4 separate regions of the Mus musculus genome follow, and all the other regions are linked to region 2. The links are chromatin contacts, called in public Hi-C and HiChIP or PLAC-seq maps. All regions are on one chromosome and are shown on one strand. The core of a region is the stretch at or near the end of the contact, and the rest is flanking DNA. Distances in the headings are between cores, read along the strand shown. Region 1 overlaps AI661453 (expressed sequence AI661453). Region 2 has its middle 54 kb from the start of Ubr2. Region 3 has its middle 18 kb from the start of Taf8. Region 4 holds the start of Guca1b (guanylate cyclase activator 1B).

Evidence for each region. A called contact is a pair of places that touch in the nucleus more often than the background predicts. HiChIP or PLAC-seq counts read pairs in DNA pulled down with a chosen protein or histone mark.
Region 1: a contact with region 2 is called in an H3K4me3 HiChIP or PLAC-seq map of bone marrow-derived macrophages, with 6 times the contacts expected there. The contact joins two enhancer-like sites. A contact is called at or near these places in 1 of 39 promoter capture datasets (the C10 cell line), 1 of 15 datasets of contacts at CTCF or cohesin (the NIH/3T3 cell line), 1 of 484 Hi-C or Micro-C datasets (bone marrow-derived macrophages), 6 of 115 datasets of contacts at active chromatin or transcription factors (the NIH/3T3 cell line, bone marrow-derived macrophages, embryonic midbrain and 2 more) and 1 of 9 other capture datasets (embryonic stem cells).
Region 3: an HNF4G HiChIP or PLAC-seq map of pancreatic cancer cells shows a contact between it and region 2. The contact joins two enhancer-like sites. A contact is called at or near these places in 1 of 484 Hi-C or Micro-C datasets (nephron progenitors) and 1 of 115 datasets of contacts at active chromatin or transcription factors (pancreatic cancer cells).
Region 4: a Hi-C map of bone marrow-derived macrophages shows a contact between it and region 2, with 18 read pairs. The contact joins the promoter of Guca1b here to the enhancer-like site in region 2. A contact is called at or near these places in 5 of 39 promoter capture datasets (the HPC-7 cell line, cranial neural crest, maxillary cranial neural crest and 2 more), 1 of 15 datasets of contacts at CTCF or cohesin (the NIH/3T3 cell line), 1 of 484 Hi-C or Micro-C datasets (bone marrow-derived macrophages), 9 of 115 datasets of contacts at active chromatin or transcription factors (bone marrow-derived macrophages, embryonic basal ganglia, embryonic stem cells and 4 more) and 4 of 9 other capture datasets (adipose tissue, embryonic stem cells, liver and 1 more).

Annotation. Positions count from the first base shown.
Region 1 is chr17:47,453,557-47,456,256 of GRCm38.p6, forward strand. The region is part of intron 2 of AI661453 (expressed sequence AI661453); the gene reads left to right. Among named protein-coding and RNA genes, the nearest start is that of AI661453, 18 kb to the left of the region's middle. Within about 2 kb of position 1,330, at least 85 of the 459 cell types and tissues checked have an H3K27ac peak or open chromatin away from gene starts, as enhancers often do. A contact at or near this core is called in bone marrow-derived macrophages, where this site is marked.
Region 2 is chr17:47,063,452-47,066,468 of GRCm38.p6, forward strand. No RefSeq gene overlaps it. Among named protein-coding and RNA genes, the nearest start is that of Ubr2, 54 kb to the left of the region's middle. Within about 2 kb of position 1,655, at least 82 of the 459 cell types and tissues checked have an H3K27ac peak or open chromatin away from gene starts, as enhancers often do. A contact at or near this core is called in the NIH/3T3 cell line, bone marrow-derived macrophages and pancreatic cancer cells, where this site is marked.
Region 3 is chr17:47,483,053-47,486,018 of GRCm38.p6, forward strand. It overlaps a transcript of Taf8 not described here. Among named protein-coding and RNA genes, the nearest start is that of Taf8, 18 kb to the right of the region's middle. Within about 2 kb of position 1,534, at least 124 of the 459 cell types and tissues checked have an H3K27ac peak or open chromatin away from gene starts, as enhancers often do. A contact at or near this core is called in pancreatic cancer cells, where this site is marked.
Region 4 is chr17:47,383,919-47,386,693 of GRCm38.p6, forward strand. Guca1b (guanylate cyclase activator 1B) reads left to right here and starts at 1,475. Exons shown (of 4, transcript NM_146079.1): 1 at 1,475-1,778. The coding sequence starts at 1,572.

The DNA of each region.
Region 1 (2,700 bases), core at 80-2,579, 390 kb after region 2:
GAAGACGACATTGGATCCCTGGAACTGTAGTAACAGCCTTCTAGTGCTGGCAAATGAACCAGGCCCTCTGGAAGAACCCTTAACTGATGGGCCTCTCCAGCCTCCCACAAGGGCGAGCCTGACAGCAAACACCTCCCTCCTCTGCCCTGCTTTTCAGGGTCTGTGGGCGTGCCTCAGCCTCTGTAGTCCAACCATCCCAAGGTAGGTGGGGTCCACCCCACTTTATAGAGTCCAGGCAAGAACACCAAGTCCTGGGAGGCCGGAGGGGCACCCACTGAGCTTTGAGGGGTACTGTCTCTGCCTTTGTGATAACTGTTTGGGATGCTGCTTAGCTTGTTGTTTGGAAACAGAACTTCATGTAGCCCAGGCTGGCCCTTGAACTCACTGATCCTCCTGCCTCTGCTTCCCAAGTGCTGGGAGGGCTTTGCTACTATACCCAGCTCATATTTTGTTTTTGTTTTATGTTTTGCTTTATCTCAAGACGGGGTCTCCATATGTAGCCCAGGCTACCTTCCAACTTGTAGTAATCCCCCTGTTGCTGCCTTCCAAGTGGCAATTACAGGTGTGTGCCACCGGCCTGAATGCTACTCTATGTCTGCTTTACTCTAGTTATAAAGACTGGTCTTTAAAGATAGCCTGATTCTGTTGCCCAGGCTAACCTGGGACTCAGCCTGGTCTTCCTGCTTCACTCTCCCTCCATGGATCATGAGTATGAACCAAACACCCTACAATTAAGAATCATAACTATGTTGGATGGTTTTTTTTTTTTTAATTATAAATGAAACACAGTCACTTGTTAAGAAAGGAAGCTGAGGGGCTGCACGATGGCTCAACAGGGAAAGGAACTTGCCACCAAATCTGATGATCCCTGAGGCCCATACGGTGGGAAGAAAACATGATTCCCACAGGTTGTCCCTCTGACCTCCTCCGCAAGTTCACCGTAGTATGTGCACACACAAACATAAAGGAAAGTAGCTGGCATGGGGATTTGTGCGTATAATGTGGCAGATGGGATGCAGAGGCAGGAGGATCACCAGTTCAGGGCCAGTGTTGACTATATACAGAGTTAAAGACCAGCCCGGGCTACAGAGGCCTCTGGTTTCTTCGTTTCTTTTTAAAGGGAGAAACAGAGAAGGAAGAAAATAAGCCTGAATGTTCTTGGAGTCTTACCCCTCCCCTCCAGGCTCCCCGAATCAGCCTTGCCAGAGCAGTTGGCTCACTGCCCATGTCTTCCTCTGAACCGAGGCACCAGCCATGGACCCCGTGAGATAGCCCATGGCCCCAGCTTCCTGGTGTTGTCAGGCTGGGGAGACGAGGAAGTGCTGAGGCCCAGTTTCATGACATGACATTCTGACTGGCAGAGCCGGGCTGGGCTCCGCCCCAGACACTGAAGGAGGACACCTGCCATAGCAGGGAAGGGCATGGCCTTGTAAGGCTCAGGCGCTCACTGAGTGCCTTCTGCATGATGCCCACAGGCTGGTCCACCCCTTGGGGATGTGGACAGCCACCCCGTAAGTGCAGCGCATGGAGGCACAGGCTGATTCCCACAGGCAGCATCTTGGATGCTTTGCTATTTTACCAGAGCTAGAGGCCAAGGATAAAGTGGTGCTTAGGTAAGGAGGGCACAGCATACACACAGAGACACACACACAGATACACAGGCACACACAGGCACATATACATACTCACAGATACATATACAGACACACACACATGGACACACACAGACACACACAGGCAAATGTACATACTCACAGATACACATACAGACACACACATGGACACAGGGACACACGGACACAGGGACACACATACACCATGATTGCTGGCTGGTGGCTCCTGGAAACTCTGCTTCTGAGAACACCTTTCCTGGCCTTCCTCCCAGGAGTTAGACAACCACCCAGAGGCCACGGAAGTAAGCTGTCCTAACACCCTGTCCTTGTAGGGTGGCCTGAGTATCAACGTATATCTAGGTCATCATTCACATAGCCAAGGTTAGGGAGCCACAGAAGGGGCACCGTATGAGCCAGCCTCACAAAACACCATGGTCAATGAGACCTTTGGAATACATCTACAGGCGAGGCAGGCTGACTTTGCTCTGAACTGATTGGTAGCTGATCTGGCATGAGAAAACAGATTTTTTTTTTCTTTCTCCTATATTCTTCAGACCACTTGCTCACTCCGGAATTTACTCCTTCAAAAGGATTTGTTAGTTGTCTAAAACTAGACATGTATATGTAGACACTCAGCTGTCCTGACCTCCAGCAGGCTGGTGGCATGCTCTAGCCAGTAACAGTGTGCACTGCATTGACCCACAAGAAGCATGAAGAACAAATGCTGTAGCCACTTGCTATGTGACCTGGGGTGATGACCTCAGCCTATCTGTGCCTCGTTTTCCGCACCTGGAAAGGAAATAAGTCTTTTCTGGTTCCTGCATAGACTAATTGGGTTGCTGTGTTTGACATACGCTGAGTGGTGTTTTCAGGAGATATGACGTAGTAACTGTCGGCTATAAAAATAGTGTCCTAAGGCCTGTAGACTTCACAGGGAAGGGAAGTTAGCACCAACTTGGATTGCCAAGAATTTTACAGAAGAGGGGCATTTAAACTGGGGTTTAAAAAGCAATGGTGGAGCTGGGCATGATAGCGCACTCCTTTAATCCCAGCACTTGGGAGGCAGAGGCAGGCGGATTTCTGAGTT
Region 2 (3,017 bases), core at 405-2,904:
GTTCTTAAGATGTCTTAGAATTTTCTGCCTTGCTGTTCCTTCCCCAATTCCCTCCCTCCCCACCCCCTTGGTTGTTTGGATTGTTGGTCTCAGGTATTCCAGTTTAGCCTTGAACTTGCCACGTAGCTAAGCATACCCTTGATGCTCTTGCCTCCACCTTCTAAGTGCAGGAGCCCCCATACCTGTCTGAGGGTTTTATCTTCTTTTTAAAGAAAGATTTCTTCTATTTATTTATTTATTTATTTATTTATTTATTTATTTATTTATTTATTTATTTATTTTGTGTGTGTGTGTGTGTGTGTATGTATATGTGTGTCTATGTGAGATCACGAAGCTGTGCATGTTGGTGTCCACAGAGGTATCAGATTCTCTAGAGTTAGGGTTACAGGAGGCCTCCCAACATGGGCGCTGGTAACTGAACTTGGGTCCTCTGCAACTGTTCTTAACCACTAAACCATCTCTCTAACTCCAGGGTTTTCTTTTATTCTCTCCTCTCCTCTTCTCCTGCATATTCATATTCTCTCTCTCTCTCTCTCTCATATTTTTTTGTAGATTAAAATGTTGGCTGCATTATTATGCTCAGTTGCAAGGTGTGGAGAAGCCAGAGGAACATGGAAGGGGCTGGAGGGAGGGGCAAACACAGGTCTAGAGATGTGACCTTCCACACCCGATCATCTGCTTCCCAGAATCCTTTTGTAGTTTTCTGTTCTGCTTTGGATCCTTGAGAGGCCACAGCATTTCCTTGTTACACATTTACCCGTCTCTCCACGGTTAAAACCCTTCTTTCTTACAGTGGGAGGAACACAGCTATGAACCAGGCAAGGCATACGGCTCATCTTTGATGAGTGATTTGGGTACTTTCAATAACAATTCCAAGGCAGTGGCTGGGATTCTCAGCAGAGACAGGCAATTTCTGAGTTTGAGGTCTAGATCCTTCAGTCAGACTAGACAGGACACTTGTCAGGGGTCAACCATGCCAATGGTGTGACAGGCCAGTCCAGTGAAATGTAAGGCCAAGAGTGTGTTTACCTGGTAGAGTGGCAATAGTGGCAACTATTGCTGGTTGCCACTCAATTTTGATGCCCTGCCTGAAAGGATGGTATCCCAGGGGCATGGGTGTTAAGCCAGATTGCCGGGCTCCATGGGGAGGAGGTTGTATCTTGCCATACCAAGCTCTCCTTTGCTGTCCTGCTCACAAGGTTGCTGTTTGTATGAAGTGTGGCAGAAGACACATGTCCCTGTCCCAGGTTCCATTCAGAACTCGTAAGCCTGCAGGTAATCCTGAGCAGGTGTCCTTCAAGCCCCACTGCCCTGTCACTCCATGCTTCATTAGCTCAGGCCCAAACAGGAAGCAGGGAGTGAGAGCCAAGAGTGAGAGCTGTAGGACTCTGTGAACGGGACAGAAGTTTCCAGGTTCTGTAGAGTGAATGGACTCACCCAGGCTCCGTTCTGCTAGCTAGAGGCTTGCCCTCTCTCTTCATCCACCTCAGTTTCAAGAACACCCCAGTGCGTCTTTCCTGGCCCCTCTCCACGGGGCCCCAGTCTCTTCTTTGCCACTAATCCTGGCCTGTCACCAAGCAAATGACTAGGCTTGCAGGGGGCCGGGCCAGATTTCAGATGACTCAGATGGCCCATCCCACAGTGAGCCAAGCAGTTCCGGGCAGACCACGTGTGACCATGAGCTACCAAGGTCAGCCACTTGATAGGACACTCTACAGCAGCGACAAGATGAGCATCCCTTAAAGACTAATTCTTTTGTGCCGTGAAAGGGAAGTTTGACTAGATGGGCCCGGGCCCGGTGACTGTGGCACTGAGCAGTGCGCACCACCCAAGCCTTCTCCTCTCGCTGCCTTTGGGGACAGAGAGCTGAAGGAAGAGTGAGTCACTGTTTGGCCATGTCTCCTCTTCAGGATTTAATCCCTTAATGTAAAAGAGAATTAGGCAAGAGGATTAAGAGATTAAACAAGATTCATTACTGATTTCTTAAAAATTAAGCTCTGCCTCAAAATAACCTGTGTGGAGCCAAGTGTGAGCAGGTGAGGAGGGGCAAGTGCATATTGTCCAGGCACGGTTGATGCTATCTAGTGGCTTCTTGATAAAATCAACATCCAACAGCAACAAGCTTAGCAAGCGTCATTAATGTCTCTTCAGCCATGAAGGGAACTTACTGACCCACTCTTGGAGGGGATAGGCCTAGTGGAAGTGCTCCGGTCCTGGCATGGGGTAGCCTAGGGTTTCTCCTCATGTAGCACAGAGTTGGCCTCTTTCCCAGCGGTGACTCAGCTTTTCCAATCACTACCAGGCCAAACTCAGGGTTGGTAAGCTCCAGGCCATACTCTTGGGTGGGGTTGAGAAAGACATGGAAAACCAAAGCCAAACTAAAGACCTCTCTTTTCCTTCTTCAAGGTGTGTGAGTGTATGAGTCTCTGTGTGTATGTGTTTCTCTCTGTGTGCATGTCTGTGTGAGTCTGTGTGTGTATGTGTGTGTGTGTGTGTGTGTGTGTGTGTGTGTGTGTGTGTGTGTGTGTGAGGGGGGGGGGGAGAGAAAGAAAGAGAGAGAGAGACACTCTGTGGGTGTGAGTTCCTCTCTATGTGTGTCTGTGTGAGTCTCTGTGGCTATGAGTCTGTGTGTGTGTGTGTGTGTGTGTGTGTGTGTGTGTGTGTGTGAGAGAGAGAGAGGGGGGGGGAGAAAGAAAGAGAGAGACACTCTGTGGGTGTGAGTTCCTCTCTATGTGTGTCTGTGTGAGTCTCTGTGGCTATGAGTCTGTGTGTGTGTGTGTGTGTGTGTGTACATGTCTGTAGAGGCCAGAAGTCAGCATCAGGCATCTCCCTTGATGTCTCTCCATCTTAGCTTCTGAGAGAGGGTATCTTAACTGAGCCTAGCTTGCTCATTCAGCCACATGGGCTGGTCAGCCAGTCCCTGAGATCATCGTGTCTGTCTCCCCAGTGTTGGGATTAGGGGTGCATACCAAGGTACCTGGGGGTTTTTTGTTTTTGTTTTGTTTGTTTTTTTAAAA
Region 3 (2,966 bases), core at 284-2,783, 420 kb after region 2:
TGCCTTGAAAAACAAACAAACAACACCCCCCCCCCAAAGCAGAAGGTGTAAAGGCCCCGTCTGTCACCCAACAAGTCACAAGGATGAGCACAGAAAGAACCTCTGTCACAGGACTATAGAGCCTTGAATCAGAAATTCTTTATTGGGCTGGAGAGATGGCTCAGAGGTTAAGAGCACTGACTATTCTTCTGAAGGTCCTAAGTTCAAATCCACATGGTGGCTCACAACCATCTTTAAAGAGATCGGACGCCCTCTTCTGGTGTGTCTGAAGACAGCTACAGTGTACTTAGATATAATAATAAATAAATCTTAAAAAAAAAAAGAAATTCTTTATTATTCGCACAGAGGACACACTAACCACTAGGAGAAAATACTGTTTATACGGTATCTATCCCGCTATAAAAGGGTATATTTACATGTGTGTTTGGTACATAAAACCATACTGACTCATCAGGAGCTTCGGGGAAAGGCCAGAGAGCCTGGGGTGGGAGAGGGAGGTACGTGTTATATCTTCTTCTGTCTTCCAAGTTCTGTGCTGAATTCATACATCATCTGTTCACGAGTCAATAAAATAGCTTCTAACAAAGACGGAACAATGATGTAAGCAAATGGAGAGGACCTAAACCATAAACACCAGGAGGGGAAATTCCTTGCGCTTGTTTCCAGGGCTGGAAGCATCCATGACAAATCTGTACCTGTAGGCTTGGTTCCTCTCCCCAGACTGGCAGCTGGGGCTGTGCACGCTGATGGTCAGAGACTTAAGCACTCGCTTCTGGGTGACCCTGAGCGAAACAGAAGAATGATAAACCTGTCACCAGGAAAACTCAGAGGTGGCAATAAACGACAAGGCTCAGGCTCTTCTTGTTCCTACAAAGACACTGGGAAGAGCCTCCCTGCTCTGCCCTGGGCATGCCTCTGGGCTGGGGATGTCACATGTCACGCAGTGGTAGAGAGTGTGCCCAGCAGGGCACTGGGCCCTGGGGCATTTGGAGAGCCTGGGACCCTCAGGATAAAGGGGTGTGGTTCTTCCTAGCACCACATGGGAAGCCTCATCCACTCCAGCTGCCCTTTCCTGGGATCGTCCTGATTTACTGATGTGGAAGTGACAGAAATGCCCCAACCCACCCCCAGCCTGGTATAATCAGGTTTTACAAGGGCAAGGCCTCCTTACAACTGACTCTACACTGGCTCCACAGAGATGGGACAAGAGCCCCAGGCCCAAGGAGGCCTGGATCTCATGCCTCTCAGGCCAGCTCCAAGCTGCACTCTATTGCCCTCCCTTCCTCTCTCTGCTTACCCTCCCCTCCTCCCTCTGCCTCCCCTCCCCTCCTCCCTCTGCCTCCCCTCCCCTCCTCCCTCTGCTTACCCTCCTCTCCTCCCTCTGCCTACCTTCCCCTCCCCTCCTCCCTCTGCCTCCCCTCCCATCCTCCCTCTGCTTACCCTCCTCTTTCAAAGGCTCACTGGGCCAACCCCACCCACTGAGATCTCAGCAGAGGCCTCAGACCAGCCCCCTTCTTTCTCTTGGTCAGAGGAGGCAGAACAGGTTCCCTCTTGTTTACCCATCTCCCTGGTAACACAGGCCTCCACAGGAGGGTGTCCTCCAGGCTATCAGTAGGTTTCTGTTTCCTGCCTCTTCTTAGGTAGGGTACACTTTGGCTCTCTGGGGCTAGGGCCAGTCCGTCCCCCCCAGTTCCTGAATGGCTAGCTCTAGCTGCTCCACCCCTTCACCCCACCATAAATCCTAACTGGGAAATGCCACCCTCTGTGAGGAGTTGACTGACCTTGTTCCCAGCCCTGCCTATGGTCCTCTGCCTCCACATCTCCCTCTGAACAGCACCCCAAGCCCTTGCTGAACTGAGCCCACTTGACCCTCCCGTGCAAGTCTGCCTACAGTCTGGGGGCACACACGCTCCTGCCTCTGACAGAGAGTATGCTTGTTTGCTGTTCTCTTTCCACAAAGATGGCTGCACTTTGTGCTCTACTCAACTACAACGTTCTTCTTAGGCCATTTTTTTTTTTTAAAGGGCAGCTCCCACAATAATTCCTCCTGCCCTATTTTGTGACAAGTGCTGCCTTTATCTGCCCTGCCAGAACGGCACCAAACTCTGCCCCCACAAAGTGGCTGCTCATATGGCCTATATCAACAGGTCTCAAATCCCCTGTCAGAGATCCTGAAAGAAGCAGGGTGGGTGGAGGACAGGCCATTCGGTTCTCTGGCTGGCCCCTCCCCCAGCCTCTCCTCCCAAGCCCCAGTGCCTGCTTGGCTTCTGTGAAGGCTTTGGCCACTGCCTGCTCCCCAGGTTAGTAGCCCAAGCTTTGCACACTACCTACCCCTTATGGCTCTTAGTTTCCTTGTCCCATCCTTCAATTCTTTTCCTCCAGGTCTCTGATGGCACCACGGGACTGACATACCACGTGTGTTGTGGGCTGTCCACTGCCCCTCCATCCCCTACATACACACACACACACATACACACACACACACACACACACACACACACACACACACACAGACACACACACACACAGACACACTGTGGGCTGACACACACACACACACACACACACACACACACACACACACTGTAAGAGCTGGGGAAGCAGGGACCTAGGTCTACCCTGGTATTTGTCAGTGTCTGTATCCAAATGGTCTCCCTTAGAAAAAGCTCAACTGCTGTTTGAGTGACTGCAGAAGGGAAGGGTGGAATGGGGGACAGGCTGAAGGGCTGGAAGGAGAGGCACAGGACAACCAGGAGCCAAGTGAAGACTTTCTCCCTGCAGGGTAGAAGCCCCTTCTGGCACCCTCTACAGCCTACAACACTTTTAGTTTCATTTTGTGTAGTTTCCCACTAGAGTGAATTCCCTGGAGGTAGGAACTATGTATGTCTTGTTCAGCAGAGTATCATTAGAGTTGGCACCGTGCCAAGCGTTCAGCATACACAAGAGGCTCTGGACCTCTATCTGCT
Region 4 (2,775 bases), core at 225-2,724, 320 kb after region 2:
ATGGGAGAAAACGTGTCTAGTCCTGGAAAGGATGACAGTGGAGGTAGAGGCCTTACCTGGAGACTAATGGTGAGATTCAAAGGAATCAGGGTGTCAGGTGACAAAGATCACTGAGCCATGAGGTCAGGCCAATTCCACAATGAGCATCCATCCCAAGGACAGGCTCACAAGTGTGCACTACTTCACACGGCTTAAAAACCAACATAGGTTCTAATGGGCTGGAGGTATTGCTCAGTGGTTAGGAGCTTGTTCTGCTCTTGTAGAGGACCTGAGTTCCGATATGAGCACACATGTTAGGTGGTTCACAACTGCCTGTGACTCCAGCTCCAAGAGATCTACCGCCCTCTTCTGGCCTCAGTGGGCACTGCACTCTCATGAGCACAACCCTCACCATACACACACACATACATTTTTAAAATAATAAAAACACATTTTTAAAAAAAATAAAATAAGCACAAATGTTGGAGAGATGGCTCAATAATTAAAAAAACACTTGTTCTTGCAGAGTACCCAGATTCAGTTTCCAGCACCCACATGGTGACTCACAATGAATTAACTCCAGTCTGGGGGACCTGACAACCTCTTCTGGCCTCTATGAGCACTGCACACATGTGATGCTACACACACACACACACACACACACACACACACACACTTCTTTACATAAAATAAAAATAAGATCTAGCCAAGCATGGTAGGAAACACCTTTAATCCCAGCACCCAGCATTTGAGAGTTAGAGACGACAGGTAGATCTCTGTGAGTTCAAGGCCTTTCTGGTCTACATAGTGAATTCAAGGCTAGCCAGAACTGCAACGTGAGAACCTGTCTCAAAAAATGAAATCTAAAAGATAGCATAAATATCTACTTTGGTTGTTTTTGTTATTGATGCGGTGGGAGTGGGAGTGTCCCCCTGTGTCAACAGGGCAACCCAGAGTGGTTTTGAACTCGAGACCCTTCTGCTTCTCCAGTGCTGGGATTATAGTCATGAGCAATGAATATGTACTTGATTCAGCATGTAATAACTATGTGCTTGGTCAACCTAGTGAATGTGTAACCGCTGCTTAAAGCAAGGTCATGTGGCCTTTAGTATCAGAGCCCTTGCAGACACTGTGGACCACTCTCCTGGGTCCTGCCCGCGGGTTAGTGCTCAGGAGTGGATGGGAGCAATCACGGAGAGAAGGGCTGGAGAGACGCATCTGTCCTTCAAGATTCAGGCATGGTCTGTAAGGGAGCTGCAGACACTGGTGGACCAAGAGCCCTGCCCCCACCCCACCCCATCCCCCAGGCTCTTACCCTCATAGCCTGCCTCTCACTGGACCTGTGGAGGGGCGAGGCAGAGGAAGCTTAGCTTTCTGGAGGTCAGACCTCCCCAGGAATCTCCTAATGGTCTTTACACCGCTAAGCTGCCCGGGGTCTGCCCCTCCCTTCTGGAGGTCCCTTCACAACCAATCAAGTTCAGTTTCCCCGAGACAGTGAAAGGGCTGCTCAGACCAAGGAGAGAGGAGCCTAAGGTCAGCGGAGGACTTGGAGGAGGTAGCGGGCCTGGCTGAGTCTCTTTCTAAAAGCCGGGATGGGGCAGCAGCTGAGCTGGGAAGAGGCGGAGGCGGCCGGGGAGATGGATGTGGCGGAGTTGCAGGAGTGGTACAAGAAGTTTGTCGTGGAGTGTCCCAGTGGGACGCTCTTCATGCACGAGTTCAAGCGCTTCTTCAAGGTCACGGGCAATGAGGAGGCCAGCCAGTATGTAGAGAGCATGTTCCGAGCCTTCGACAAGAATGGGGTAAGGAACCCAGCAGGGGAGGACCTGTGACCCACCCGTTCAGTGAGACTACAGTTCCGCTCAGCTGCCCTCCTCTCCATCCCTCCTGCCCCCACCCTCCCCGCCGCCCTCCATCATTCGTCCCTCCCTTCTTCTTACTGGCTCCTCACATCTTCCTGAGGGCCGAAGGTCACTGGCACACAGTCTGGGTTTTCTCTGGGCTTTTTAGGCCAAGGCTTTGCAGCAAAAGGACATGCTTTTACAAACCCGATAGAACCTCTGCTGCTCTCAGTACAAGGGAGAGAGAGATCCCAAAGCTCTCTTATCTCAGATCAAGAGCACCTTGCCAGGATCCTTCAGATGGCGGCTGCTCCGTTCTTCCCTCTGGGGGATGCTGGCAGGGGCTTCACTTGCCTGGGAGGAGAGTGGATAGTTGCAAAAGCACTTTCAAGTTTTTAAAAAATATATATGGAAGGGATAGCTGACAGTGTGTGTGTGTGTGTGTGTGTGTGTGTGTGTGTGTGTGTGTGTGTGTGTGTGTGTCTGTGAAGTTGTATAGGTACCCATGGAGGCCAGAAGGGGGCATCAGATACATCAGAGCTAGTTACACATATTTTCAAGCTACCCAATGTAGGGTGGGTGGGTTCCAAACACCAGTCCTCAGATAGACCAGTAAGTACTCTTAATTAACTACTGAGCCTTCTCCTCCATGCTTTAAGTCATGGGGAATTGCACAAATCAAATGCCTTCCAGTGGCACCGGCAGCCAAAAGGCACTGAATTACTTAATGCACAGATAATAATTGTGTGTGTGTGTGTGTGTGAGAGAGAGAGAGAGAGAGAGAGAGAGAGAGAGAGAGAGAGAGAGAGCATGCATCCTTCACGAATGGAGGGGTACACTTGTATGCATACGGAGACCAGAGATTGACCTCAGGTGTCAGTCCCTAGGGCGCAGCCAGCCTGTTTCTGTGACACCATCTCATTACCTAGAGCTCCAACCCCCTCCTGTGTCTATTCTC